Regions from separate parts of the Mus musculus genome. Here all the other regions are linked to region 1. A link is a contact called in public Hi-C and HiCAR-type data. All regions are on one chromosome and are shown on one strand. The core of a region is the stretch at or near the end of the contact, and the rest is flanking DNA. Distances in the headings are between cores, read along the strand shown.

What was found. Hi-C and Micro-C count contacts between places; a contact is called where the count stands out from the background. HiCAR-type assays count read pairs that join an accessible place to other places.
Region 2: a contact with region 1 is called in a HiCAR-type map of astrocytes, with 2.1 times the contacts expected there. The contact joins two enhancer-like sites. A contact is called at or near these places in 3 of 484 Hi-C or Micro-C datasets (cortical neurons, embryonic stem cells and neural progenitor cells) and 1 of 115 datasets of contacts at active chromatin or transcription factors (astrocytes).
Region 3: a contact with region 1 is called in a Hi-C map of cortical neurons, with 3 times the contacts expected there. The contact joins two enhancer-like sites. A contact is called at or near these places in 2 of 484 Hi-C or Micro-C datasets (cortical neurons and ventricular fibroblasts) and 1 of 115 datasets of contacts at active chromatin or transcription factors (astrocytes).
Region 4: a Hi-C map of cortical neurons shows a contact between it and region 1, with 3 times the contacts expected there. The contact joins two enhancer-like sites. A contact is called at or near these places in 2 of 484 Hi-C or Micro-C datasets (the HL-1 cell line and cortical neurons), 1 of 115 datasets of contacts at active chromatin or transcription factors (astrocytes) and 1 of 9 other capture datasets (embryonic stem cells).

Annotation. Positions count from the first base shown.
Region 1 is chr1:168,548,906-168,551,856 of GRCm38.p6, reverse strand. No RefSeq gene overlaps it. Among named protein-coding and RNA genes, the nearest start is that of Gm39696, 54 kb to the right of the region's middle. Within about 2 kb of position 1,531, at least 33 of the 459 cell types and tissues checked have an H3K27ac peak or open chromatin away from gene starts, as enhancers often do. A contact at or near this core is called in astrocytes, cortical neurons and neural progenitor cells, where this site is marked.
Region 2 is chr1:169,466,666-169,469,616 of GRCm38.p6, reverse strand. The region is part of intron 2 of Gm34535 (a long non-coding RNA gene); the gene reads right to left. Among named protein-coding and RNA genes, the nearest start is that of Gm34535, 5.2 kb to the right of the region's middle. Within about 2 kb of position 1,551, at least 27 of the 459 cell types and tissues checked have an H3K27ac peak or open chromatin away from gene starts, as enhancers often do. A contact at or near this core is called in astrocytes and neural progenitor cells, where this site is marked.
Region 3 is chr1:169,346,492-169,349,442 of GRCm38.p6, reverse strand. No RefSeq gene overlaps it. Among named protein-coding and RNA genes, the nearest start is that of Gm34477, 17 kb to the left of the region's middle. Within about 2 kb of position 1,527, at least 9 of the 459 cell types and tissues checked have an H3K27ac peak or open chromatin away from gene starts, as enhancers often do. A contact at or near this core is called in cortical neurons, where this site is marked.
Region 4 is chr1:167,940,625-167,943,575 of GRCm38.p6, reverse strand. No RefSeq gene overlaps it. Among named protein-coding and RNA genes, the nearest start is that of Lmx1a, 250 kb to the right of the region's middle. Within about 2 kb of position 1,450, at least 21 of the 459 cell types and tissues checked have an H3K27ac peak or open chromatin away from gene starts, as enhancers often do. A contact at or near this core is called in cortical neurons, where this site is marked.

The DNA of each region.
Region 1 (2,951 bases), core at 282-2,781:
TCTTGCATAAGAAACTGTTGTGCTTTTGAGACTTTATATCTAATAGTAAAAAGAATTTGCAGGGATGCATGGTTCTCATATAAGGCAGCACTTGGGGGCACTTCAGATAGATATTAGGAGAGGAGAAACATGGAAAGATTTGGGGGATGGGCAGGTTGACTCCCAAGAGGACAAATCTAAGCTAAGAGTTAAGAAGTCTTAGGGCAGAGCTGGAGAGGAAGAAAAATCCAAACGGAAAACACAATAAAGAATATCTCAGACGCAAATGTTCTTATTGAGACTTTTTTTTTTTTTGGCATCCCCAGACTCTGAACAATTCACATGTCTATCAACAGAATAATTGATATGCTGTAGCTATATCATGGAGTAAATTACCACCGTGGATAATTTTGAGCTAAAGAAACCAGACACAAAAGAGAATATCATAATATAGACACGGGGAGGGGGGCAGAGAGACACAGAGAAAGAGAGAAGGAGGAGACAGAGGAAGAGAGAAGGAGAGAGAGAGAGAGAAAGAGAGAGAGAGAGAGAGAGAGAGAGAGAGAGAGAGTCAGTCTAGTGTTTTATTTGGGCTTCTGTCTTAGTGTTCACAGGGACATATTTGCTTGAAAATTGGTTAATCTTCATATTCAGGCTGTCTGCTCCTGTATATGTACATCGATCGTACTGCAATTAGAGCTAAGCAAAAGTCTGAACAGGGCTGAAAATCTCAATATATAAGAAGGATTGGAAACAAGTTAATAAAGGAGATGTAATTTCTAAACATGCCAAGTATCTTGACCGTAAAATAGAAAAAGGAAAGAAAACACCACACAATCGTGACGCCTTTTGAGTCTCGTGTACCCACCTGAAGCCTCCCCTAATTCCTAAGTAAGCTGAGGCCAATTTTCTAGAGTTTATGAGTTTCAGGAAACTCACAGACAGTTTGAGACAAGATGTCGGTAAGGGCTTGGTAGAGTTTAAGGCTGCTTTCTACTGTGGAAGTAATTGAAATACAGTAGCTTAGCCATGATACAATTTACCTTGTTTGAACAATTCTCTCTCTCCATCTACAGGCTGATTCCATACAGAGAGACTGAGAGATTTGCTGGGAGGGAGGGATGGAAGGGTTTTGTTTGGCTGAGCTTCCTCAACTATAAAGCAAGCAGGAAAAATAGACAGAAAATTAGCTTGTCCTTAGCATTAGTGAAGTCCCTCTGTCAATACTTTCTCCCTTTAATGACCACTTCAGGAGCACCTACTATGTGCCAGGCCCCATGATGAGTTCTGGCAATATAAAGTCAAAGAAAACACCTTTTAAACAAATATGTTAAACTAAGCTGTGTTAAACCAAATATGTGAAGCTATCTCACATGGAAGTGTGATTGTCAGAAAGATAGAAAATATCTCAGGTGTTGTGAGAGTTGGGTGGGGTCTGGGACAGCCCAGCTACTGGAATTGCAAACTCTGCTGCTCTGGACTGTAGTCAGCGAGGCAATAGCCTGTTTCTTAGAACATCCCTAATAGGATTTGCCTGTAATGGCACAGAAAGGATTTGGCAAGCAAATTACAGATGGAAACAAGGGAAGTGTTAGCCTAGTTAAGACTGAGGAGCTTTGGAAAGAGCATTTGCATTCAGACAAAGAATATGCTAATTATAACTTAATCTTAGCCACTTGTTAAGGCAGTTACAAGATTTCCCAACATAGATACCGCTGTTCTCCCCTTCCCTATTAGGAGGCAGCGTGACTGTGGGCACCTTTCTTTAATAAAACTGTGCATATATTTTAAATGCTCGTGCTGAGGCTTAGCATCTCTCCGAAAATGTTAACATTCTAAACCAACCAGACATTCCTTGGAAACCTCACCACCTCCATCTGGCCCCACTCTTACACTGCCAGACTCCATTTCTGGCCACTTGATTCCTCAAAGCACAAATTGAAAACCTCTCTAGATTCTCTGTTTTGCCTCATACCAAGGTGGTCACCAAAGCCACTGATTCTGTTCTACCCCCTAGCTTTCTTCCTCGGCGTCCCAAGGCTATAATTTCTAGCCCTTGTCATGTCCCACTAACCCATTCATATGAATTCTATTCCTCTCTGTCCTGTTCCTTCCTCCTGCCTTCAATCCATTACCAAGGCCTCTGAAATAAAACTTCTGAAGATACAAATATAGTTACATCATCTCTTCAACAATCCTATGGTTCAAGGAGGAAGAAAATAAAGGTCAGGTCAAAAGGCTTACCAATAAACAACTGGACAAAGAATATGACCAGATGTTTCCTTTGGAGGGAAGGAAAAGAAATCTTCCTTGCATATCTCTGATAAGAAAAATGTGTTAACCCATTAAAAATGGGGTTCAGAGCTAAACAAAGAATTCTCAACTGAGGAATACCGAATGGCTGAGAAGCATCTGAAAAAATGTTCAACATCCTTAATCATCAGGGAAATGCAAATAAAAACAACCTTGAGATTCCACCTCACACCAGTCAGAATGGCTAAGATCAAAAATTCAGGTTACAGCAGATGCTGGCAAGGATGTGGAGAAAGAGGAACACTCCTCCACTGCCGATGGGATTGCAAGCTTGTACAACCACTCTGGAAGTCAGTCTGGAGGTTCCTCAGAAAATTGGACATAATACTACCTGAAGATCCAGCAATACCTCTCCTGGGCATATACCCAGAAGAAGTTCTAACTGGTAATAAGAACACATGCTCCACTATGTTCATAGCAGCCTTATTTATTTATAATAGCCAGAAGCTGGAAAGAACCCAAATGTCCCTCAACAGAAGAATTCATACAGAAAATGTGGTACATTTACACAATGGAGTACTACTCAGCTATTAAAAACAATGGATTTATTAAATTCTTGGACAAATGGATGTATCTGGAGGATATCATCCTTAGTGAGGTAACCCAATCACAAAAGAAGTCATTAGATATGCACTCACTGATAAGTGGATATTAGCCCA
Region 2 (2,951 bases), core at 302-2,801, 920 kb before region 1:
ATATAGATAAAATCTGTACATGTTTTCTATTTTTGAGAAACTTGGGGTGTCAGTAAAATGTAGTAATCAGATAGATTTATGAAGGTAAAATTAAATGACCAGGAGAGTAAATAAAGTATAGAAAGTATATGTTAAAACCAGGTAGAAGAGAAGGCAGAGTGACTGAGTGGGAGATAGAATGTGAGGTTACAGTAGCATAGAGAGGGGATTAGAGCTTACATCTTCTGTCCTACAGCACAGAACATTGCACGATAGGTCAATGCTGTTGGGTCGGGCATCCCTGGGGCCATAAGGAAATGCACCTGAGAACTGGCTTCCATCCATAAAGCAGAGGCAAGTGACTAAGGACTGGTGTTCCTTCAGAGGTGTCACATTGTTTAAGGCAGGCGGTAGAGTCAGAATGATGGCTTTCCAACCATGGCTTTATGGTTTATTTTTTGAAAGCACTTGTGGCAGTCACTTCCCTGCTAGTTTTGCAGTGTCCTTATGTTTAAAATGCCAGTGGCTGTTAGGTAACCCATCTATAAGTGGATGGCAATTACTTAACATAGGCAAAGCACCGAGTGACTCCTGGTACTTGGTAAGTGATCTAAAACCTGCTAATTACTATTAGTTTTCATAGATCAAGTAGGGAGTAGCACTCATTGGACATACCTGGGACCAGAAATGCTATAGATTTCAGTCTTTCAAATTTGGGGATTAAATAAAAACAATTGTATTTTTGGCTTTTTGTGGGCAGGTGTGGTCATGTCATGGAGGTTTGTGTCCATGTGGCAACCAGAGGACAACTTTAGGGAGTCAGTTCTCTCCTTCTGTCACTTGAGTCCTGGGCAATAGAACCCAGATTGTCAGGCTGGGTGGCAAGTGCCTTTACATGCTTAGTCATCTCACTGGCCAGACTTTTGGCCTATTTTATATGGACTTTACTGGTTGAGTTTTCCAAAATCTCAAACACCGAAACCTGTTGTCCTGAGGATCTCACCTGATACTCGAGAAGTTCCAGATTTTGTGTGATCTTTAGATTTAGGAGTTTTGGGTTCTCCAGCCAGGGCTTTTAAAGGCTATTCATTGACCTTAGGTTAGCTTGAGGTGCTCATTAATCTTTAAGGATGACTTTAACTCTTCTCCACGTTCATCTCTTCGTCTTCAGGCATTTCCTCTGCCTTAGTCATTCCAGGCAAAGAGCAAAGAGAGAACTTACAACACAAGGAGACAAGAGAAGGTCCCATGGCCTTCTCTGCAGGTACTGTGGAACATCTTTAAGGATACGTAGAGCTGGAAGAAAACCCAATGCACACTTTGAAGTCTTCTTACTCTGGGGCTGTTCTATTTTTAAACACGCTTCTGCTTAGGAGCTGCCCTCCTGCACCTCTGTTTTTCCTCATGAAGAATAATAATTCTGTTCTGTCCTCTGTATCCCAGACTCCAAATATTCTTTTCTGTTTTTCTTTTTCCTTTGAATGAGAGCAAAGCTCCCAGGCTACATCCCATGCAACCCCAGAAATGCAAGCCATCTTTTGTTCTTAGCTTTGGCAGCGTTGCCCCTTGTTTGTTCCCCTGCCGGTCTGTGCGTCCCAGAGCTGCTCTGCAGTCGGAGATTGCAGGAAGCTGGTGGACTCAAGCCACTGGCTTCTTTTATAAGCCAAATGTAGAGAAAGGAGCTTTTCACTGGCTCCAGCCTCACAGTCAGGTATGCCCTGGTGGGCTCCACACAAAGCTGGGGCTCTGGAGCTGGTCCCTGGAGTTCGCCTTTGTTTCTTCACAGGCCACATGCCTAGTCATGGGCAGGTGAAATGGCAGCCCAAGTCCCCAGCTCTTTACAGCCACTGAAAGCTGGTTCCATGCTTAGACCTCAGAAGTCTCTGGTTTGACCCAGTCCTCCCCAAAGCCAGGCTGAGTTCTTTATTAGTGAGCATGAAAAATGCTCCAATCATAGCACCAGATGGTACCCAAACCAATTTGGGTTGTCAGCTGTGGCCTACTGGTTTCCAAGGACTTTGTCTAACATCAATGCTGTTTCCCTCAGTGCCCATTGAGTTCTACGAGGTGATCTTGCTCAGATGATTTTGATGAGAAATAATATTTTCCTTCACCCAGCACCACAGTCATTACATCTTTCCAGCTTTATTAATTCACTCAACAAGCTTTTATTGAGTGCCTGCTGTGTGCATGGGGCATTTTAGTGTGTACCAAGGAGGGATTCATTTCTGCTTGATAAATATTTGCTGAGAATCTACTAGCTACGTAACAAGCACTTTTCAAGATAACGAACACGTGATATCATTGAGATGATACAGTGGCCTTTAAAGCACTCACAGTTGCAAAGAGGAGGACGTGGTCGTCACTCAGGAAAGTATCAATGTGAGACACGTGACATTTTCTGTGTCTGCTATTTGGTGCTCAAATTTCTGTATTTCTCAGTCTTCCTAAAGAGTCAGCATCATCAGTACATTGTCCCTGAGGGCCACTAGCACATAAGTAGATCCCAGGGTAGGAGGTGGGGAAAAGTCAAGGACTGTGTATTCTGTCCTGCCTCTCAGAGAGTGGCTGCTCAAGTATCTCCTAGGAGCTTGTTAGAAAATCCATCCCACCCCATGACAAGTGGACCAGAATGCAGTTTTACTAGGTCGCACAGGTGATCTGTGAACCTATCAATTAATGTTTGAGAGGCACCACTCTGTTAGTTACATTTATTTTTCTCCTGGTGATCCAACAATGCTAGTGGGCTCATTGATTGTTCTCGTGAGTATTAGTTGTATATCAATAACTCAGGACTTTCTAGCAGTATGGCTGCTCTTCACTGAGCTTTGGACCATGTCATCTGACATGGAGCCAAACAGGATTGGATGGGGATCTTATTTTGAGCCCCAAATAGTCACTGAAAAACCAGTGACCTTTGTGACAAGAGAAAACTGTCCAAGAGGAAGACTTCATAGGGCAGAAGCTAATTA
Region 3 (2,951 bases), core at 278-2,777, 800 kb before region 1:
ATTTATCATTTTTTAACAGGTACATAGCTAGGTTCTCAGGATGTCCACTATACTTTATATATATATATATATATATATATATATATATAACTTTACTCTGTGAACCACACTGGGAACTTCTGGAAGAGTAATATGTACCATACCCTTGATTGCTCTTCCATCTCTCCAGCTCTTAAAACAGTCTTTGGCTGAGCAACTTACTGACTGTGGGAAGAGAGACGACTAAATAGTTAGAACAACAAAACAGCAGCCAACACTTTCCACCTTTTACTGTGAACTGTTTCAAACACATTACCTTAGCTGTTCAATTAGTGTTTACCTCAGCATGCAGTAGGCACCACCTCTAATTTTCCAAAGTTTGAAAATGAGTGAGGAATTCTGAAATTCAGAATGATAATTAAACTTCATGGCTCACCTATCTACTAAATCGCCAACCTGGGCTTCAGCCTTGGCTATAGGCTAACTGAAACTTGTAGCATGTCTTCTATCCTCCGTACTGCTGGGTAAAGGCTGAGACTCTCAGTATTGATGGAACCTTCCTCTGGAAGGTTCTGGAAGGTTCCTCTGGAAGGTTCCAGGGGAGCTGATATCCAATTCTTGAGAAGTGGAGATCTCTCAGGCAAAGTAGAAAGGGCTATATTCTGCCAAATAAGAGTTTCCCATGAGAGGACATGCCAGAGTCAGCAGGTGTGTGAAGAGGATTTCTTGGGAAAACCACAGCAACTCTGGAGCCAGAGGTACAAAATGCTATGGTGCTGAGGAGGAAAGTGAGGTCAGTAGGAGCCCAACTGCTATAGAATCTTTTGTTCCAAGTTAGAGAATGTGGACTCTACCCTAAGACCTGTGAGGATCTTCTAATGGCTTCCTTGATTGACATGTAGTTTACTACAGTCTTGTGTATATACTTTCTGATGACTCTGTGTGAAAGGTGACCATTCCAAGGAAGCAGCTGCTTCTTTCCCATGGTTCTGCCTCCACATATCGTGTCTGAAACCTGCACACACTGGGTTTTGGTTATTAATGACATTCACTCATGCACAATGTATTCCATACTATCTCTGGCACACCTATTGTCTTTCATAAGTGAGCTAGGTACTAGGATGACAAAGAGGAAGTGACGTACATGGGTGTGATCACCAGAGCAGGATTTATTGGTAGAAACAGTACATATCTAATCCGAGTTAAAAGCAGCAGGGAAGATGCTGTGTAATGGGTGTATTTGACGGGAAGAGGATGTATGGTCCAAGAGGTAACAAGTGCTGATAGCTAAGAACAGGCGCTAAAGTCACCCTCCTCTGGGTTCAAATCCCAGCTTTGCCCTACATTTGCTATGTGACACCAGGCCAGTTACTGAGTTGCTCTGAGTCTCAGCATCATCATGTAATAACTGCACATCATAACATTAACCACCTCATAAGGTTGCTACGAAGATAAATTGAGTGAACATTTTGAAGTTACTAAGTCCAATATAAAAACAGGAGCCCTGAAGTGACAATGTTCCCCAGTAGATGTCACTGCTACATAGCAAGTTAGGTGAGATAATATCTGTGTTCAGGGCGACCACTTAACCACCCCTTCTGAAAATTGGTGCATAAATGGCTTTACTCTCAAAATACAAAACCCAAAAGAGGGTTTGCAGGCTGGGAGCTGTGCAACAGTGAGGACAGACCCAAATGTAGGGCAGAGACCCATCACTTCATCAGATTTTCATGAATGTTCCAAGCTTTCTCTATATTGGTTCTCTTGTAGAACACATTTTTCTCTAGGATTCTAAGAAAGCATGGATTGAATTCCATCAGCCATGCCAGAGAGCACAAATCTTTCATGAGGAGGTCTGTGGATAATGACTGGTTGAGCTTCCAAAGGTGCTAACATGGAGAGGTAGGAGAAGGTAGCAGGCACAGAACCTTGAGAGGTAGCAGCAGGTGACTTTGGAGAGGGGCGACTTTGTGACAGCTAAGGTTGACGTTATTGCTTTCTGTTCTATGAGCCAGGAAAGGTCAAAATGAATTTGTTCAGAGTTTCCTCATGTCCTGTAGAACTCAGCACAGCTGGGGATGAGATTTCTTTCTTGTTCTCTATTCTGACATGGCCAGACTTCAAGGTAAAGTTGATGGGCTAAAAGCAGAGAGGTCACCACACACTCCTTTCCTTAGACTTGCATAGAACATTTCCTGTGGGCTTGGTTTTTGTGTTGCATGAAAGGATACAGAGCTGAATAATTCATGCCTAGTTTCTTCCAGCTGTTTACAGTCCAGGCTTTAGTGGGAGAGACAGGCATGTCCTACTGTGGAGGCAATGGAACATTTTACACAGTATTTTAAAAATGCTAACAGAGTTTTGAAGAAGAAGTTGAGATAACATATGGTCTTTGTTTTGCAGGATGAGTAGGAGTCTGTACTTTTTAGAAAAGGGAAACACTCTGGGTAGAAATATCATCACATATGCATCTTAATGGAAGAACAAGGAGTGGTTGCTCTGAGCTGAAGGTCTGGATGCTTGGCTAAGAGATGAGATCTGCCTTGAGCTTCAACAAGGTATACAGTGGCACTGAGAAAGACTGGCGCTCTTATCCACAGAATCAGAAAGTGTTTCAGTCTTGCAATTACCTTTCCACATTGTGGAATCAATTCGTTCTATAACTTCTACTTCCTAGATTGGTATTTAATGCTAAGTTTGCTCTGCACAAGCTTGGTCTGAGAGGGTAGAGGAAAGTCCTGTTCTTTTTCTTATAATACTTAAAATAAATGTGTGGTGGTCTCCCCTATTAGTTCTCTGCTGATACCACAAGACCAACAGGATGTCCTAGGGCTCAACTCAGTTCTGACACTTAATACCTGAAGTTAGCATAGAACCAACTTGTAGAGGGCTCAGTTTGCATTTCCAAGGTCCCATGTTTTTGTTGCCTTTTCTACTGATTGGGACACTGCCCTCCCTGTTCCAGTGAATTG
Region 4 (2,951 bases), core at 201-2,700, 610 kb after region 1:
ACTAAGGTGGAGACCAATACAACCATGAAAGTGAAGACCAAAAGCTTCCGAGCCAAAGTCTCTCGTGATCGAGAAAGTGGTGCAGAAAGACGTCCACAGTCACAAAAAAGAGAAGGGGTACATGTCACCCACTTTCTGGCAGCCCAAGGCAGGGCCACTCTGGATGTGGTCCAAATGCCCTTGGCAAGAGTATGTCCAGGAAAAACAAACTCGACCACTATGTCGTCATCCAGTTTCCCCTGACTGCCAAGTCAGCCATGTCAGACAAAGACAATGACACACTTTGTTCGTCATAGGTGCCAAGGCCAATAAGCCCCAGGCTGGGAAGAAATTCTATGTTGGAATAACCAGAATCAATCAGGCTGGCGGGGAGAAGAAGGCACAAGTCCGTCTGACTCCTGATTATGGTCCTCTAGCTATTGCCAACAAATCTGGGAGCACTTAAATGGAGTTCCAGCTCCACTGAAATCCAGTTAAATCCCGCGGATAATTCTTTACTTAAAAAAACAAAGGTTTATTTTAATTATGTGGTGTCCACCTGTTTACACAATTGATCACAGGCACTCACAGAGGCCAGAAGAGGGCACTAGATTCCTGGAGCTGGGGTCACAGGTGGTTGATAGCTGGGGATTGAACTTGGGTCCTCTGTATGAGCAGGATGCAATAGTAACCACTGAAGTTTCTTTCCAGCCCCAAAGATAGACTTGTAGTTAGAGGTGCTAGGGATTGAACCCAGGGCCCCATGCACTGAGCTACACTCCAAACAGCTATTGATCTTAACTACACATTATTCACCATGAAAACAAACAAAACAAGACATCAAAGGGAGTAACTGAGGAAGCTACTGGACATTAACCTCTGACCTACACACACACACACACACACACACACACACACGGAATACATATATACATGACCAAACACATATACACATACACAAAATAGTTTTGCTCTGATAAATAAATGAATAAAAGCATCAATGCAGTTTCTCTTGCTTGGCCCTTTCTCCATGTTAATATTAATGCTGTGTTTTACGCTGGGGAGAAGACAGTGCTGTTTGTCCCAGAGCCGGTAACGCTGGTATGGCAAACTTCAACACAGTGTGGAGTACAGCTTTAATTCTCATTCTTCAAAATTCTGCTCCTCAGATTTTTACCAAAGCTAAAGCAGTCATTTTCCCCGCGCAACTGGCCACGTCTGAAGGCTTGGCATTGAACCTTAGGGAAAACAGACTCAGGGGCCGGCTCTGACCGTGAATACAGGAGACTAGTGCCTTGCCAACACACAGGCCAAAAAAAAAAAGGAGAAAAATACAATCCCTTGTGAGGATGTGGGGGAGATGCACACCTTTTACAACAATTTGTATCACTTTTGATTTAATGTGAGAGAAATGGAATTCTCTAGTAGCCACCCCTGACGTATTTGCATGAGATTCTTGCGCCATCCAGTGGATTTCTTGTGAAATTGCATCAATCGCTTGAGCCTTAAATGTCTCTTAACCACCCTGTGTCAGTCACATTCTACTCCTTTTTGCTATTTGTATTCAACATATTGTATCTATTTGTGTAATTTTGAAATAGTCAACAAAAGTACTTATTACAAAAAAAATACAAAGGAAGTGATTTTTAAAACAAAATAAAAATTTAAATTAGTCAATTAGATAAAGCAAGGCAATCTGTATTTAAGTATGTGAATATCCAGATCTGAGTATCCTAGAACATAAAGTTCCTTGACTCTAATGACAGATAAGCTAGAAAAAGGACAGGCATTAATGCACCAGTTGGGATGGTACCATTCAGAGGTGCTGGCCGAGCCGATAGATACATCATAGTGAGAATGCCAGAAGTCAGAGTGCATTTAATCCTAACTGCCAAATGTCACAGCTTAGCAACTGCCTGAGCATTGTCAGTTGTTTTTCCTCACGATGCTGCTGATGCTCTGGCTGACTGGGAGCTGCGGCTGACTGACACTGTCCAACCTGGAGACGGGGTCATGATGCCTGTCACTAGCCAAGGAATTGATCAAAAATTTGAAATGTGAAGCATGCTTTCTGCTGAATTCACATCACTTTTACAATGCTGTAAAGTTCAGCCCTCATACACGAGACATCATAAGTCAAGGACCATCTGTCCTGGTATTGAAGGTACGGCTGGTTTTGCTGCTGTGGGGCACTTGTTGTTGTTGCTGCTGCTGCTGTTGCTGTTATTTTGTTGTTGTCGTCCTTGTTGTTGCTACTGTTGGTGTTGTTGTTGTTGTTGCTGCTGTTGGTGTTATTGTTGTTGCTGCTGCTGTTGGTGTTATTGTTGTTGCTGCTGCTGCTGTTGTTATTTTTGTTGATGTTGCTATTGTTGCTGTTGTTGTTTTTGCTGCTGCTACTGTAGCTGTTGTCTTTATTGTTATGATTAAACATTGGCCAGGCTGCTCAGTGGGTAAAGATGCATGCAGCACAAACCTGCCAATCCTAGTTTGTGCCCTATATTCCATGTAAATAAAGATGGAAAGAGAAAACCAAACTGACCTCACGAAGTCGTCTTCTGACCTCTGCGTGTTCAACACACAATAATAATGATGATGACGACGGTGATGGCCATGATGTTTTAAAAATGAAACAGTAAAAAATATCCGGTAAAGCAAAGAATTGTTTCTAGGTTCGTTGAACACTGACCTTTCGCAAAAAAAGGCATTCATGAACAAAGTTGGTGGGGACAGAACGGGGTCTCCTGAACTGCTCACTGCATCTTAGGATATCTACCAGCCTAGCCACACGAAGCCTAGCCACAGAAGCTAACAGGAAACAAAACATCACAAGTTCCTGAAGATCCCAGAGGACAGAACCTGGCAGATTCCCCGGTGACCTGGACCCTCCTGGGAGCATAAGAGTCTCTTAACCAGATGTTCTCTGTGACCTGAAGCTGTGCTATCTTCGTGTCCTTCTGTGTGGACAATGTGTT